2 separate regions of the Sus scrofa genome follow, and region 1 is linked to region 2. The links are chromatin contacts, called in public promoter capture Hi-C maps. All regions are on one chromosome and are shown on one strand. The core of a region is the stretch at or near the end of the contact, and the rest is flanking DNA. Distances in the headings are between cores, read along the strand shown.

Region 1 (2,700 bases), core at 72-2,571, 93 kb before region 2:
ACCTGAGATGCTGTCTCCTGGGCTTAAGTCCTAATTTTGCCCCAAATAAAACTTAACTCTCAACTTTCAGGGTGTGCATTTTTTTCTGTCAATGATCGACAATCGTATCCACCACTCTCTCTTCCTCACTCCAGTCCCTGGACCCCCTAGGGCATGTGGAAGTTCCCAGGCTAGGGGTTGAATGAGAGCCTGCATCTGCTGGCCCATGCCACAGTCACGGCCACAGCAACGTGGGATCAGAGCCATGTCTGCGACCTATACCACAGCTCACAGCAACACTAGATCCTTTAACCCACTGCACGAGGTCAGGGATTGAACCCGCTTTCTCATGTCAGGTTCGTTTCTGCTGAGCCACAGCAGGAACTCTTGCACTCCATTCTTAAGTGTGAGTGCGCTACGTAATGAGAGACTGGCCCCAGGAGAGGGGCTGAGGGCAGGCACCCCTGACCAGGGCCAGGAGGGAGCTGCCTGCCAAGGAGACGCTTGGTTTTATTTTGTTGGGAGTTTTTTGGCCGTGCCTGTGGCAGGCTAAAGTCTGAGGGCCAGGGATCAAATCCAGGCTGCTACCATGACAAGACCAGGTCCTTAACCCACTGCACCATAAGGGAACTGCGAGACTATTAGATAACCCACAGCTTCTGCATCCAGGCCACCAGTGGGTGCTCAGAACACATGCCTGGAGAGAATCTATTTTATAAATGAAGTAAAACACATAGTGAAAAAGTGGAGAATAAAAAAGAGGTGATTGATGTTTGTGGGAAAAGCACTGTGGAGGGGGATCCATCCCGGTCTCCCTCTGACTCATCAATCCTACCCTGATCTCTGGGACTAAGTGGGTGAGAAAAGGTGCCCTCTGGGGACAATTCTGTGACTTATCTTTGCTGAGGTCTCCTACTGGTCCCAGTTACTACAAATCCCCAGCATGCCCCTGCACAATCTTTTGCATCCGTGCTTTGGAAAGAAATGCCATGTTTCCTGTTTCACAAGCCCCAGGGGTAGATTTCTTGACAAGGTAGCTTGTAGCTACTGAAGAAATGTTTGCCTCTTTTGGAGGTAGCAGTCAAGCGAAAATGCTGAAATGAGGATGGAAAAGAACCCATTTCCACAGCAGGATAAAACATCCTTTTTAATATCCTCCAGTCTCCACACAAAAATCTTCCATGAAGAAGTATTAGTAATGAAATGAACAAATATTTCAGGCAGTTAGTCCAGCATTGCGATCACTCCTGTTTTGTTTGGGAGCAGCCGACGTGCAAGCTCACTGCCTGTGCACCAGCCCTCCCCCAGCATATGTGACCTGGCCAGTGTTTACCAAATGCAAGCAGGGCACCAGGGCCAGAAGGGCACAGGCCACCTCTAGTGACAACAAAGGAGAGGGGACACAGTCTCCTACTACAGGGTCCCAGATTGAGGAATGCCTCCAGTGTTCTGAGGACAAGAGCAGCATGTCACCTTGGTGAGAATTTAACATCTTTGGCGTTCGCCACACCTCTGAAAACTAGAGAGGCTGGATTCAATGGCGGGTTTCATCCCATCAGAACTTTAGACAATGACAGTTTTCGTTAGTGTCTGGATCCCTGGCTTGAGAATTTACATCTGGGACGTCAAATTCTTACTGATCTTGAATTTAGTGGGGGAACTGCTTCATCTCATTGTTAGAGTATGTTTGTTAGACTCACCTGTGGGGCTTTTAAAGGACTCAGATATCTAGGTCTCACCCCTCCCCCAAGATATTTGGTTTCAGTTTGCTTAGAGCCCAGGCATTGCTAGTTTTTTTTAAAGCTCCTCAGGAGTTCCTGTTGTGCCTCAGTGGTTAACACACCTGACTAGGATCCATGAGGATTCAGTTTCAATCCCTGGCCTCACTCGGTGGGTTAAGGATCCGGCATTGCTGTGAGCTGTGGTGTAGGTCACAGATGCAGCTCACATCCCACATTGCTGCAGCTGTGGCTGTGGTGTAGGCTGGCGGCTATAGCTCCAATTCGACCCCTAGCCTCAGAACCCGCATAAGCCATGGGTGCAGCCCTAAAAAGACCAAAAACAAAACAGAACAAACAAACAAACAAAAAACCCTAAAAACAAAAACAAAGCTCCTCAAATGATGTGACCAACAAGGACTTCATTTCCAAAATATGCAAACAGCACAGACAATTCAATAACAACAACAAAGCAATCAAAAAATGGGCAGAAGACCTAAATAGACACTTCTCCAAAGAAGACATAGAGATGGCCAACAGGCACATGAAAAGATGCTCAATATCACTAATCATTAGAGAAATGCAAATCAAAACAACAATGAGGTACCGCCTCATAGCGTCAGAATAGCCATCATTAAAAAGCCTACAAATAACAAATGCTGGAGAGGGTGTGGAGAAAAGGGAACCCTCCTACACTGTTGGTGGGAATGTAAAATGATGCAGTCACTTTGGAAAACAGTATGGGGCTTTCCTAAAAAACTAAAAACAGAGTTGCTATACCATCCAGCCATCCCACTCCTGAGCAAATATCCAGAGAAAACTATATAATTCAAAAAGACACATGTACTCCAATGTTCATTGTAGCTCTATTCACAATAGCCAAGACATGGAAGCAACCTAAATGTCCATCGACAGAGGAGTGGATAAAGAAGATGTGGTACATATACGCAATGGAATATTACTCAGCCACAAAAAGAACAAAATAATGCCATTTGCAGCCACA
Region 2 (2,700 bases), core at 49-2,548:
GTGGTGGTGGTGGTGGTGGTGATGGTCCCCGCTGTCCTCCAGGGCGTGGGAGTGCCTGCCGGAGATGAGGTGCGATGGCAGCACCTTCGAGAGCCTCCAGCGCCCTCCCCCGCTGCCCACGTTGCTCTCGCCATCGTCCTCGTCCAGGGCGCCCACCAGGGTCCGGATCTCCTCGGCGGTACTCGGGCTCAGGTACTGCGAGGCCTTCCTGCCGCTGTAGTCGCGCACGTCTACGTCCGCGTCGTAGGCCCCGACCAGCAGCTTCACCACCTCCACGTGCCCGTGCATGGCCGCCAAGTGCAGTGCGGTGTAGCCACAGCTCGTGCGCGCGTTGATGTTCACCGGCAGCCGGTGCTGGCCCGCGAAGCGCACTAGCAGGGCCAGCAGCTCCTGCCGGCCGTGCTTGGCCGCCCAGTGCAGGCAGGTAAAGCCGGTGATGAAGTCGCGCTTGGCCAGCAGGCCGGGCTCACAGGCCAGCAGCCCCTCCAGGCTGTCCCAACGACCGTCGGCGGCCGACAGCATCCACGCGTGCTCCAGAGGGTCCAGCGTCAGCGCGCCCGCGCTCTCCTCCTCGGTCCCGCCGTCCGCGCCCCCCGGGCCGCGCCGCAGCTGCGGTGAGCCTCCCGCCGCCGGGTCCCGGGGCGCCGGGCGGCCCGGCCGCGGCCCAAGGGGCGCATCACTCGGCGCCTCGGGCCTCCCGCCTTCCTCCGCGGGGCCCCCGCGGGGCCGCCTCCCGAGGGGCGCGCTCGGGATGCCGTCCGCCGGGTCTGAGGGGTCGGTATCCACGTACCCCGGCTCCCTGAGACGGCCGCGGGCGCCCGCGCGCAATTCGGGAGTCCCGCCCAGGGCGCCTCCGACGGGTTGCTCCAGCTCGGCTGGCGGGGCCGGGGGTCCGCACTCCGCCGGGCTCTCCATCCCCGCCCGAGTACCTGGCTTGCTAACCACCAACTCGGCCCGCTGCTCCTGAGAATCCTCGCGCGCCCCGCAGCGGCGGACTAGCTGCCACCGCCCCCAAGCCGCGCCCGCGGGCACGCCTCCGCCTGCCGGCCCCGCCCACTTCCGGCCGTCCCCGCGGGCCGCCTCTCAAGTCCGACGGGCCCCGCCCCGGTCCGTCCCCAAGAGGCCGGGATCTGTGCTCTAGTCCCACATGCCACGGCCCACCCGCTTCCGGTTCCCGAGCGGGTTTTAGTGACCGTTCCTTCCAGGGAACACGCCCTGACCCCGCCCACTTCCGGTCCCCGCGCGGGCCGCAATCTGTGCTCAAGCCCTGCCTCGGCGATGAGGAACCGTGGCGGCATTTTTGCGGGTCTTTTTCCTCAGGTCCTGAGTGTGCTCCATCCCCTCCTCTGCACTGACTGGTCAACTTCTAAAATGTCCGGGCTCTTCTGTAACAGGCCCACTTCGCGTGCGCGTGGCCTGCCGCGGCCCCCAGCCCACTGAGGCCACTGGACCTCTCCCCTCGGATCCCCTCCCCTCACCTCCTGGACCCCGCCCAGCCCCTCGCGTCACTGAAGCTACTGGACCCCTCTCCTCCCTCCATCCCGGGCTCCGCCCCTTTCCCCGGTCCCCTGCGCCATTCCGCCCGGCCCCCCCGCATCACTGAGGCCGCTGGACCAGTCTGCGGCCATCCCCGCCCCGCCTCTCCCTCCCGGGCCCCGCTCCTCGCCCCGCCCCCCGCGCCATCCGGCCTTGCCCCTCGGAGTCCCTGAGGCCACTAGACCCGCTTCGGCCATCCCCTCCCCGCCCCTCCCGGGCCCCGCCCCTCGCCCCACCCCCGCGCCATCCGGTCAGCTCCTCGCGTCACTGGGGCCGCTGGACCCCGCCCCTCCCGGCCCCTCCCGCCCCGCCCCTAGCGTCCCTCTGCCGCCGGCCGCCTAGCTCCGCCGGGAGCTGCCGCCGCGCCTCCCTGGCCCTCCGCCCGCCCAGCCCCGCCCGGACCATGGCCTCCGAGGTGGCGCGGCACCTGGTGAGTCCGCCAAGCCTACCCCACCCACCCCTGGACCCCCGCCCTCTTGTCTTGGCCCGCGGTCTGGCTGCCTCGGCGGGGCAGAACCGCTCCCTCCCCCCGGCCCCTCCCGGCTCTCGGCGGCCGGGGCTTTGCGGGGCTTCCCGTCGTCCCCGAAGTTGAGTCTGCAAGGAGGACGGTTTCTGTAACGGTCCCGGACGGACGAGAGCAGGGTGGACCCCTGACCCTGCGCGCTGGGCTCGGCCTCCCTGGCCCCAGTTAGAGCGGGTGTGGACCTCCTTGGGATTGGAGCCTTTTTTTCCCGCCTGGCGCCCTTGTGCGTTAAGAGAGCACGTGTGACTAATTTGTTCGGCGTCCTCTACCTTTTACGTTCCTTTGTACACTGACCTCATTTCAGAGTTAGCCCGGGGCTGGCATGGCAGTGCCAGAGTAGTGCCTGGCGATGCCGCTTCAGAGTAAGCCAGTTACGTTCATTGCATGGAGTTTTCCAGATGCCACGCGCTGTGGAAGGACCGCACCACTCTGAGGGCTGTGTATTTTGAAAGTTTTATTTTAACTTATGATGCTGTAACTCTCATGGTTGTATTCTGTGTAAAGAAAAGCTCTTTACGGCCTGAGACCAAAAAGTTGGAAAACTGCTGGTTTAAGCAATCTCCTAGACCAGAAGTTTAGCTTCTAGGAACCTGAGAGGTTGGGTGATGTGTTCAAAATCCCAGAGCCGGTTTCTCTCATGG

The links. Promoter capture Hi-C pulls out the DNA fragments that hold promoters and counts their contacts.
Region 1: a promoter capture Hi-C map of liver shows a contact between it and region 2, with 7 times the contacts expected there. The contact joins the enhancer-like site here to the promoter of SOWAHC in region 2. A contact is called at or near these places in 2 of 5 promoter capture datasets (both in liver), 13 of 47 Hi-C or Micro-C datasets (alveolar macrophages, fetal liver, fetal skeletal muscle and 6 more) and 1 of 2 datasets of contacts at active chromatin or transcription factors (skeletal muscle).

Annotation. Positions count from the first base shown.
Region 1 is chr3:46,639,237-46,641,936 of Sscrofa11.1, reverse strand. No RefSeq gene overlaps it. Among named protein-coding and RNA genes, the nearest start is that of ARID5A, 74 kb to the left of the region's middle. Within about 2 kb of position 1,321, at least 4 of the 83 cell types and tissues checked have an H3K27ac peak or open chromatin away from gene starts, as enhancers often do. A contact at or near this core is called in fetal liver and liver, where this site is marked.
Region 2 is chr3:46,545,824-46,548,523 of Sscrofa11.1, reverse strand. SOWAHC (ankyrin repeat domain-containing protein SOWAHC) reads right to left here and starts at 1,298. Exons shown (of 2, transcript XM_021088390.1): 1 at 1,221-1,298; 2 at 1-1,080. The coding sequence starts at 1,298. It overlaps SEPT10 (septin-10), which reads left to right and starts at 1,847. Exons shown (of 11, transcript XM_021087089.1): 1 at 1,847-1,966. The coding sequence starts at 1,940.